Regions from separate parts of the Bactrocera dorsalis genome. Here region 2 is linked to region 1. The links are chromatin contacts, called in public Hi-C maps. All regions are on one chromosome and are shown on one strand. The core of a region is the stretch at or near the end of the contact, and the rest is flanking DNA. Distances in the headings are between cores, read along the strand shown.

Region 1 (5,725 bases), core at 2,349-4,848:
TGTGTGTGTTTGTGCGAAAAAATCCAGGCGCATTCCTTGCAAATCAACTGTAGTCAGTCGATAACGATGAAAATCCCTTTTCGTAGTCCATTGCGGCCGAAAGCGGCGCAAGCACTGTGGTGGTGAGGGGAAGGTCGGTCTGTTGGCTGCACATTGCAGCAACAACTTGTTCAACACACAAAGGCAACTGAATTTTGTCGCCCAGCAACAAACAAATGCAGGCAGGCATGCATGCAACAACAGCAACGCCACGGCAACGCATCCATTAACAAGTTTTTGCATGGCTGGCAAGCAGCTTAAAGAAACTATGAAAAATTAAATTAAAAAAACCATAAAAAGGAGTGTGGTGCAACGAAACGCCAAATCGACGACAGCAAATGAAGTTCAACGCGAACTCATTTCGGCTCATTGTGACATTCCGCTTTCGGTTGTTGTTGTTGTTGTAGGTACCGATTTTGCTGTTATGTTGTTGTATTAGTAGTTGTTGTTAATTTTGTTTTTGTAGTTGTTGTTGTTGCAATTTTTGTTGTTGTGTTTTTGTTGTTGCAGTTGTTGTAATTTTTGTTGTTGTCGTTGTTAATGATGTTGTTGTTGTTTATTCTTGTGGTTGCACATGTTGTTGCTGTTGTTGTACCCATTCTTTGTGCGCCACTTGCAGTGCCTTTGTGTTGCTGCCCTTAAATCGTTGCTCACTTTTGCGCGAGACGCTCTTTGTCCGACGTCTTGCCTACCATACATACATGCAATGGGCGTATGTAGTTATGCGGGCAATGGAGAGCGCAATGCGCTCACTGGGTTAACACCAAAAAGTACAACACAAACGGCTCTGCACTTTGCTTAAAGGGAACGTTGCTGCGCTCTATGGTCGCAATCCAAGAAATTCCTTGGACAGGCTGTGAGGTAGAAAAATGTAGTCATACCACTTCCAGTCACAAGCAGGTTGCTTGCTGCCTTTGCTGGGCGCGATAAGAGCCTAGCACTTTACTAATGAGCGAATCAGTTGCAATTCAAGCGTGTCGTGGTGGTAAAGGGTGCTGCTTTTACGGTGAATTGGCTGTGACAGCTGTGTTTTTCTAAGGAAAAAAATATATGTATATGGAAAGGTGAAATATGGACAAAATTATCGAAAAAGGTGTGGAAGACAAACCGGGAAATGAAGAAATAGTTTCACTATGCGCATAGCCTTAGCATAGAATGCGGAAATGAGAAAATTTTCGCGTTTAAACTCTGTCTCGCGCTCCGTGGCTTTACAATCTATAGTCTGGTCTCGCAATTTTGACGGGTTTATACTGAAAGCGTACAAAATTCGAGCCCCGGAAGCTAAGAATGGTCGATAGTGCAGTGAGACTTCGTAATCTCTGTCCTGGACCCGCTAATTTGACGGGTTTAGACTGAGAGCGTGCATAATTCGGGCCATTTCGAGCCTAGGAGTCTGTCCTGGACGCGTAAATTTGACCGGTTTAGATTAAGAACGTACGTTCTAGTAGCGCAAGCTAAGAGTGGTCGATAGTCCAGTGTGGCTTCGCATTCTCTAGCCAGGACGTACAGATTTGACGGGTTTTAGACTGAGGGCGTAAAAAATTCGAGCCCCGGAAGCTAAGAGTCTGTCCTGAACGAATAAATTTGACGGGTTCGGACTGAGGGAGTACAAAATTCGAGCACCGGAAGCTAAGAGTCTGTCCTGAACGCAAAAATTTGACGGGTTCGGACTGAGGGAGTACAAAATTCGTGTCCAGGAAGCTGTCATAGGTCACCACGAGGTGTTCGTAGATATTTCTGACACACTTTGCGACAGGTTAAGATTGCAGCTCCTTAAAAAAAGTTGCTATGACCCTACAAAAGCCAGGTATTTTGTAAAAGTAACTTTCGCTCTCTCCTCATTTCTCTTTTCGGATAACTTTAATTAAGATAAATCGTTGAGCTTACCTACAATTTCAAATTAATAACCGAGTTATACTGCACCTTCACCTCCAAAGATTATCCAGCCAAAACAGCTTACACGGACCCCCTTCACAAATATTTCACACAAATGAACTCCTTAAGCTACTTTATTAGCCAGCCACTGAGACATGATTATCACAAAATAAGCACACGAAACACCTACTTCGCACACAACCGCTCAATCGCGATCGTCATAGTCTTCGTGCCAAGTCAGCGCAAGAGCACGAGAGCGCATACAAAACGACGCTCAGCATAATTCCGCCACTAGTGAGTTCATTAGGCTGCTATTCGCCATGATACCTGTTCTTAAGTCACCTTATCAACGTCATCTTTAACCGCAGCGGGGTCTGTGGCAAGCATTTAAGGCTACACAAGCATGTTGCAACATGTTTTGCTGCTCATTTTGGGTATCTCCCGGTCGCCACATGCACAACGATCACATGTTGCCACATGTGTTACCTGTTCGGTGCACCACTCTACTCATCATGTGCGCATTATTGCATTGCTAATCGCATTTAGCCAGCACACTGACTTGCAACATTTCAGCGCCTTTTGCTGTAATTGCAGGCTTTTAGCTCTTCATGCTCTCTGGCTGCGGTAGTCGCCTTTCACGTTTACATGCCACATTTTGCAGGTCTTAGTATGCTGCCTTAGTCTGCCTTGATTCTCACGCAACTCACTCTTTCCACTTTCAGCCACTCGGCGCTCTGTTGATTTCCCGTTTTATTGCCAAACTCTGTTGTTGCCGCGCCGTGTCGCAACCTTGACGCTGTTAGCTGCTTGCTACATTTGCTGGGCGCCTGTTAACTGGCCTCTGTTATTTGTGCTGCTGCCGATTGGTTGGACGTTGGCCAACAAAGTTTGCTGCTGTTCGGAATTCGTGTTGGGTCTGTGTCTGCAACACAGCAGAAACTGGCCTTGCCACGTCCAGCAAATCGTTGTAATTTTTTGTTGTAATTTTAATTGTATTTTTATTTGTTTTCGTATTTGTGTTTGATAGCACTTCGGTCTCTGTGTTGCACATGCTTTATCATTACTCGGCACAATCGTTCTTGTCGTTGCTTATCTGCGCTCTACACGGCTCATCCATTGTCGTCCACAAGTGTCCAGGTTTAGTTAGCGAAGAGGTCGCGCGCTCGGTCCGTCCTTTTTCATTTTGTTTGCACTTCATTTTCTCTCTTTAAACAATATTCTTGTTATTTCTAAATATTCATTTCGTGTTCTTTTGCTTGTCTCTACAGCAAACTAGTTTACCTGTCCGCATAGCATGTGCATCCGCATGGTTTACCTGTGGTCCGTTTCTTCGCGCACTCACCAACATACCATTCGTCACTTTGTTCGCCCGTACGTCCATCCGTCCGTCCGTCCGTTTGCTTTCTGTTTGTGTATGTGTTTGTGCGCGTTCAATCAAGATTCTTGCTTATCTCCCACCATTCAGCATGTATTGCTTTTCATGGCTAAACGTCCAGCCAGTCCAGTAACGTCGTCGTTCGCACATGGAAATGAGAAATTCTTGTACTTTTTCCTTAACTCATTCGCATCTTCATGGCATTCACAAAGCCAAGCGTCAAACGCTTAAACTTCCACAGTTAGCTCACGTTCCGTATGCATTTATGGCGTCCACACACACACACACCGAAACTCCGTCTGTCCGTTCGTATGCAGTTTGCTCTCTTTGCGTTCGGCCTGGCCTGTCTGCGCCGTCGGCATATCTTCCCATGTATCTACACAGCTGTGTAAGTGTATTTGGTGTTGTCTGCATTCCGACGCTACCTTGTCGTCCTACTACCTGTAGGTCGGGCTGCTATGTGTGTAGCCCTTTAATGCCTACTTCGGCGGATTTATGTTTGCCGTTGATATTAATCATGGTGTCATTGAAATCGTTTAAATTATTCAGGCACTCCACAACGCACACATAAACACACACACACACACCGGAACAGTCAGGCGTTGAAGCAAGCAACCCATGGGCCAGCCTGCCAGCGCGCCGTTGAGCCAGCAAGTCAGTTCGATCGAGTCGCGCACGGTCCGATAGCGTAGCTAGATTATGGTATTGGATTTGGTGCGATTGGTAGATACTTGCTATCTTAGCTGCATACTTACTCTTGTAGTGGTGAATGGCGTTCCAAGTTGCTAAACAAGTAGTCGTCCAATGAGAAAAAGTCGTGCGGTTGGTGAGTGAGTCATAAATATGGTATGAATGATTTAAGATTTAGTAAACTCTGACGCTTTTTATACACTCCACTGTGTTGTTGTTGTTAGGTGTTTGGTTTGAATGCGGTCTTGTGGTTTAATAATAGATTAAACGAACTATTTTGTTACGGTGTTCATTCATTTGTAGGTATTTTTATAGTTTAATTGTGGACTTAGCAGTAATTTATGAATAGCAAATTGAGTCTGATTGCCTTTGAAGTGTTTGACCCTACTTTTATTAGCTGATGGGAAGGTATTTGTAGGGAAGTGAAGTTTGTGAGAGCAGAAAAGTCGAAAAGAAGACGAACTGCGGACTGGATAAGATGAGCTGGAAGCTAAGATTGCTTAAGCTAAGTTCTGTAGAGCCATGCTGATTAAGTAGACGAGACTACCATTGGAAAGACCTTCGATCCATGCTAATTTAGCAGACGAGACTGCCATGGAAGTCGATGGTTTGTGTTCGAAAGTAAAAGACTATCCCTCCGACCTTTCTCGGACGTAGGAGTACAGGATTGAATCTAAACATCACCATGCAACATACAAGATGTCCCTGGATATCTCCGGGTGAAGATTTGCACATGCTCCTAGTTAGGGAACGTAATTATCTTCGCTCCTAGCAGACGATTGCAGGAATGATTTCTGCAGAAAACAAACCAACAGAAACTATCGCCTCCTAGACATATCAAGACGACTTTCTTTCATTACGTCGACGACATCGAACAGTACGCTGACCAAACTTCGGACGCAGCTATCTTTCGACATCCACTGACCGCCATTCATAATGGAGTCTTCAACACCTTCACCGAATGCTCCTCAGTTAGTGGCGTATTCGGAGTCGAACCACCACCCATTGTAGACGAAGAACTCGAGTTGCATTAAGAATCTAGTGAAATCTCTGTACAACTTCGTTCTCGACACATTAGTAGATTAAAGTCCTGACTATCCAGATGTGATCCCGAGGTACCAAATATACGTCTGGCATGCAATGGGTCTTCGCACTTAGACTCTTTCACCTCTTTGCAAGCCCAGCGAACCACACTCATCTAACACCCCTCTTCCTACGATCCGACTCTAACGAAACAGCACTTTTCCTGTTTAGATGACATCGGTGATAACCAAACCGTACTTTACCACCCAAGCAAATGTCTCTAGACTGCCTTGAACTCGACTAGCTATATTATATTTCCGGCAATCCGACTATCTTTGCATGCCTAGCGAACCCCATTCATCTACTCCCCATACGGTCCGAACCCGTCGAATCAGCACGTGTGCCTACCGTTAGATGACCTCGGTGATAATAAAGCGAAGACTGGACTACAATGCGATGAACTCGACTAGCTTAATGTTCAGTAGCAACAAGAGCTTCTTTATAATTGTTTGCTGTCTTGACTCAAAGACCTTTTACTGAAATATTTTTCGATCCAGGTTTTATATTATTATCTACATCTATCAGTATACCGTCTCACTTACTTTTCGTCCAACTTCTCTTACTAAAGTTCTGGCTGTCTTATCATGAGTATAGACTTTTTTATCGATTGCTTCCTTCCAGCCATTCATAATAAAAGTTGTCCTAGAAGACCTTTTCGCCAAA
Region 2 (5,725 bases), core at 1,436-3,935, 110 kb after region 1:
TGAGTACGAGAGACGGTTTTTGGATGATTTTATTTATTTTAATTTTTTAATTTTTTTTTAATTTTCTTTTGATTTTTTTTTTATTTTTTTAATTTTTTTATTTTTTTAATATTCTTTTTTTAAATTTAAAAATTTTTTGGATGATTTTATTTATTTTAATTTTTTAATTTTATTTTAATTTTCTTTTGATTTTTTTTTATTTTTTTTAATAGTTTTTTTTTATTTTTTTTTTAATTTTTTTTCTTTTTTTGGAATTTTTCTTTTAATTTTTTTTAATTAAAATTTTTTACAATTTTTTTTTTTAATTTTTTTTTAATTAAAATTTTTTTAATTTTTATTTTTATTTTAAATTTTTTTAAATATTTTTTAATTTTTTTTTTAATTTTTTTTGTTTACTTCCAACATTTTTATACATATTGGAGGGTCTGGAAGTCTTCATGCTTTTTCAATATTGATTATCGATTCTAAATAAGCTTTGAGATTAAACTTCCGCGGACAGCTTTCAGAGCTTTCAGTTAAATTAAGTTTTTAGGTTATGACTGCTGCTTATTTTAAACGAAATATGATTTTAAACCAATTTTTTAATTAGTTCACATTTATATGAGTTTAAAACCAAGCAAGCCACTGACCTTCCCAAAGAAATTAAAATTCAATGTGGTTAAAGAAATTAGAGAATAAAACAAAGTGTGTTCAACAGCCAAGAAATAACAAGACTTTCAGCTAAGGGACATAGCAAACACGTGACCACAAAGAAACTGATACGAATTCTGCATATTTTACTGTCCACAGCACGTTTTAGACAAAAGCGTTGCCACGCACCAAAAAATCGCAGCATTGGCTTAAATTTCTGAAACTCACACACACACACACATACATACCCACTTATATTAAAGTCTGCGTTCATTCACTGCTGCTTGCTGACTTTGAGCAACGAAGGTGTGTAGGGAAACAGTGATGACCAAGCTTGTCACCGAAAGTCAAGTACCATGACAAACAGCTTAAATTACCGCTTTGATTAGCAAACGGAGCATTTATGAGTTATGTGGCTTTGTAAACTAATGCACATACACATGTATATGTATATACATATACATATGTACATAGTCATATTCAGCAGCCACCATGAGCTTGTATTTCTTCAAGCAAAATACCAAAAAAAAAGCAGTGAAAGAGTAAACGAGCATGGAAGGGTCAAGTTCTTGCGGAAACAGCGCTTGTTAACACATACTTACATTTCCATGTAAAAGCAACGGTCAGCGTGTGGTAGACAGCAAGGGCGGTCGAACCGCAACAGCTCGTGTTACCCACGCGTGCATTTCGGTTTACCAAAGCGTTTAAAATATTGCAAACAAAGCAAATAAGTACTTTTTTTCGCAGGCTATGAAGGAAATAACGGGAAATAGTGTGTGAAAATAATAAAGCAAAAACAAAAACAAAAACAAAAGCAAGAAAACAAGCGTTAGCTTATATAACATCCTTTACAAGGAAAAATTTTGATTTTGAACGTACAGTTTGTATGGCAGCTATGTGATATAGTCAGCCGATTTAAACGATTTCTTCACATATTATAGAGATGCTTTCATTAATAAGTTATGCAAAATTTCGTGAAGATATATTGTCAAACAAAATAGTTTTCCATATAAGAACTTGATTTTTAATGGTCAGTTTGTATGGCAGCTATAGGCTATAGGGGTCCGATCTGAACAATTTCTTCAGATATTATAACACTGTATTTGCAAATAATCGGTGCCAAATTTCGTGAAGATATATACTCATATAAAAAAGTTTTCCATACAAAAACTAAATTTTTATTGGTCAGTTTATATGGCAGCTATATGATATAGTTGGCGGATCAGAGAAATTTCTTCAGATAATAAAGCGCTGCTTTTAGTAATAAATCATGCGAAATTTCGTGAAGATATCTCGTTAAATAAGAGAGTCTTCCATACAAGAACTAAATTTTTAATGGTCAGTTTGTATGGCAGCTATATGTTATAGTTGACCAATCTAAAATATATTTTCAAGTATTATAGCTTTGCTATTACTTATAAGCCGCACCAAATTTCGTGACGATATCTCGTCAAATAAAACAAGTTTCTACACAAGAACTTGATTTTTATTGGTCAGTTTATATGACAGCTATATGCTATAGTGATCCGATATCAACAATTCCGACATATGAACATTTCCTTATGGAAAAAAGAACGTGTACATAATTTCAGATTGATATCTCAAAAACTGTGGAAGTAATTGACAGATATTGACTTCGTCTGTCTACAGACCCTGTTCAGGTTATAATAAATGTGCCACATTTGTATATAAAAATGTTTGCATTTATGAATGAATTCATATACATAGATATGTATCCGTTCAACTCCTTGAATTTCACCACTCTATCAGCCATCCAAAAGTCCACTAGCAGTGAAAGATGTAGAAAAGCAGCGGCAAAATAGCCAAAAGTCATTTACAACGAATTTGTTAAAAGGCGCGTTGACACGTCGGCTCATAGAAACACAACCAGATGCATGCAATAACACACAATTGTTTACACTATCATATAGGCAAGCTCTTTTAGTTGCAAATATACACATAGATACATACAAACACAAAGTGTAGCCAAGCACACCTCATTCATAAGCAAATAAAAGCGAAAAATGGCCGGAAGCGCGGTGACTGGGCCAACAAGCCGCGTTCAAATGATCTTAAGCACACAGCGTAGGCAAGCGCACACACACAACTACATATGCAGTGAACACTGCTATAAAAACCGCCTGTATTGTCCCAACACAGCTCTCCTCCTCCCACTCTCTCTCTCTGTGTCGGTCTCTAAATACTCGCAACAAAGTTTTATAGCTTTGGGGGCGGCGTTGTAAATATGCGAACTGCAACAGTAATAAAATCAACAAAAACAACAACAATCAAGTACAGTGCAGCCCTACAAGTGCCGCAAACATTTTGCACGCACACACACACACCCACAAACAGGCATACATAGTTAGCATCTTGCACTTTTTCACACCTTAATATACATACTGACAAGCAAAAATACATACTCTTAAGCATACATACAGCGTGTCTAACTTACACTAGCCTCAGCAACTCTCTGCATCTTTATTTACTTTTTGTTTTCACTTAAAGCTCCAACAATCAACGCTTTATTGCGCTCGCTTTTGATTTAAAATTCATCTTTTGTTTACTTTACATTAATTTTATTGTTGTTTTTGCTTTTCGGAAGGGTTAAGTGCAAGCGTGAAGCACGTATCTTTGCTTTTTTTTATTGCTGCTTTCGCTCTTCCTTTGTTATCCTTGAACTAAAGGGCATCCTGCTGGGATCTAAAGTGTTTGACGACGCGGTGAATAAGCATAGATTTAAAATTTAAAGAAATGTTGAAAAAATCTTCGAGTAAAAGACTCTGGATGACCAAGAAAGCACTATAGGTTCGGTTTTAGCAAGCTCAATTTCGCTCATAACCTAAAATATGGAAAATGTGATATTCAAAACATAATATTATAAGTGAAAACAGCTTGGGAAAAACTCTGGAAGCCTAAGCAACAACTATAGGTCCGGTTTCAGCAAGCTCAAATACCTTCATAACCTAAAATATGGAAAACGTGATACCCAAATTGTAATTTTTTGAATAAAAATATCTCGTGAAAGAATCTGGATGCCTAAGAAACGACTATAAACACGACTTTAGGCAACTCGATTACTCACATAACCTAAAATATTTAAAAATTGTTATTCAGAAAGTTAATTTTCAGGTGAAATCATCTTGTAAAAGACGTTTCGCTTAAAATATGGAAAAAGTGGTGTCCAGCAAATAGTATTGATTAAGCTTCATAGCAGCAGTGTTTCTTATAGCTAGAAGACTCTTTGAATAACCATCAAATTTATATTTTAACATTTCTGAACAGAACTCATATCATAAAGAACTCTCGATGCCTAAGAAAGCCTATAAGGTCAGGTTTCGCAAGCTCCAATTATGATATTTAGAAAGTGTTCTAGACGAAGGCTCATAAAAAAAGAGTTCCTTGTGGCTAGAACACTCTTTGAAATCATCTTATAAAAGACGCTGGACGCCGAAAAAACAATCATAAGTCCAGTCTTAGCAAATTTGAATACTCTCCACTTCCCACGACACTCGAGTATACGAAACCGAAAAGAACACGGATATCTCATAAGAACTCTCGACTATAAGTTCAGATTTAGCGAGCTCCAACTATGTATGAGCTTTAGATTTAAAAATTTTGGGGGTGAAATTAGTCTATAAAAGACTCAGGACTCTGGATCCAACAAACAACTATAGGTCCGGTTTTAGCAAACTCGCATACACACATCACTTTCATTCCCACAAAAGTCGGGTCTAGGTAAACGGAACGGACACGGATTTTGATCCGTCCAAGAACTGACAAATGAGCAGAATTCTGTCGCTACAACAACACAAAAGTGGTATTGCGAAAATAATCTGGACGAAGGCGCTGAATTGCGACACTTAAAAATATTTTTGGGTTTTACCAGCGGATCCAGAAAATACATACATGTTTTAGAAAGATGTTTTGGACCCGAATATGTTTCAAATCCTACGAAAATTGTTTTTGTCGAGCTTTTCCTAGACTACTTCGATGGATTCTTCTTCTTCTTATTATTATTATTATTAATATTATTATTATTATTATTTTTACTGTTATTATTATTATTATTATTATTAAAAATAATTTTTTTTTCTCAGATTCCTAAAATGCGTCAGCGAACACATGAAAGAACTGAAACCGTTCGGCGATGTGCCCGACAAATTGGCTGTACAAATCAAACGTTCCTTTGTGGCGACGCGCACCTACTGGCAGGCGCTGCACACAGCCGCCGAAGTGTCGAAGAAGATGATGAATGTGAGTTGCAACAAAAACAATAAAAATAATAATTTGTAATGCTCTATAAAAAAAAAAATTAAATAAAAAAAAAATAATCAAATTTTTCTACCTCTCCATAGGTACGTCTAAACGCCGACTGCACGGCCGCGCTCACGAAAATGCAACACTGCGGCGCCTGCAAGGGCTATGCGGAAAAACCGTGCACAAATTACTGCGTCAATGTGATCAAGGGTTGTCTGCACTTTGTGCACGAATTCGACACGGAGTGGGAGAATTTCGCCGTCGCCATGGACAAGGTTGCCGAACGCTTGCTGGGCTCATTCAATATTGTAATGGTTGTCGAGCCGATTAATATCAAAATCTCCGAAGCGATTATGAATTTTCAGGTGAGTTGAATGAACTGCGCGATAAAAGTATGACTGAAAGCAGTAGCGGGTTTCAGGGGGGAGGTGGAATGTCAAAAAACCTCACATAATCACAACCGAAGATTTTAATTTGAATTTAGAAGAATTTGTGAAGAGTATAAAAAATATGTTGGAAGCAGTCCCTTTCGAAAATCAATACTGGTGGCGTCACTGCTTCGAACAGAAATAATTTTCGATATTTCTATGAACATGTACATATATATAGGCACATACTCGTATATACCGTCACCTGAAATGCAAAACTCCGTATCATCAAAAAAATTCAAAATTGAGTATTTTATTGCTTACAACATCCTACATACTTATATGTATCATAGAATTTTAACCTCCGGTTGTCAGATATAACCAATATATAACCATTTTATAACCAATATATAACCTATAGATAACCAATTTATAACCCATATATAACCAATATATAACCTATATAT

What was found. A called contact is a pair of places that touch in the nucleus more often than the background predicts.
Region 2: a contact with region 1 is called in a Hi-C map of whole body, with 3 times the contacts expected there. The contact joins two enhancer-like sites.

The regions. Positions count from the first base shown.
Region 1 is chr5:66,848,928-66,854,652 of ASM2337382v1, forward strand. All of the region lies in intron 1 of LOC105225921 (glypican-6), which reads left to right. Among protein-coding and RNA genes, the nearest start is that of LOC105225921, 14 kb to the left of the region's middle. Within about 2 kb of position 3,599, the one cell type or tissue checked has open chromatin away from gene starts, as enhancers often do.
Region 2 is chr5:66,957,101-66,962,825 of ASM2337382v1, forward strand. LOC105225921 (glypican-6) reads left to right here. Exons shown (of 8, transcript XM_049456882.1): 4 at 4,731-4,887; 5 at 4,989-5,255. Among protein-coding and RNA genes, the nearest start is that of LOC125778589, 17 kb to the right of the region's middle. Within about 2 kb of position 2,686, the one cell type or tissue checked has open chromatin away from gene starts, as enhancers often do.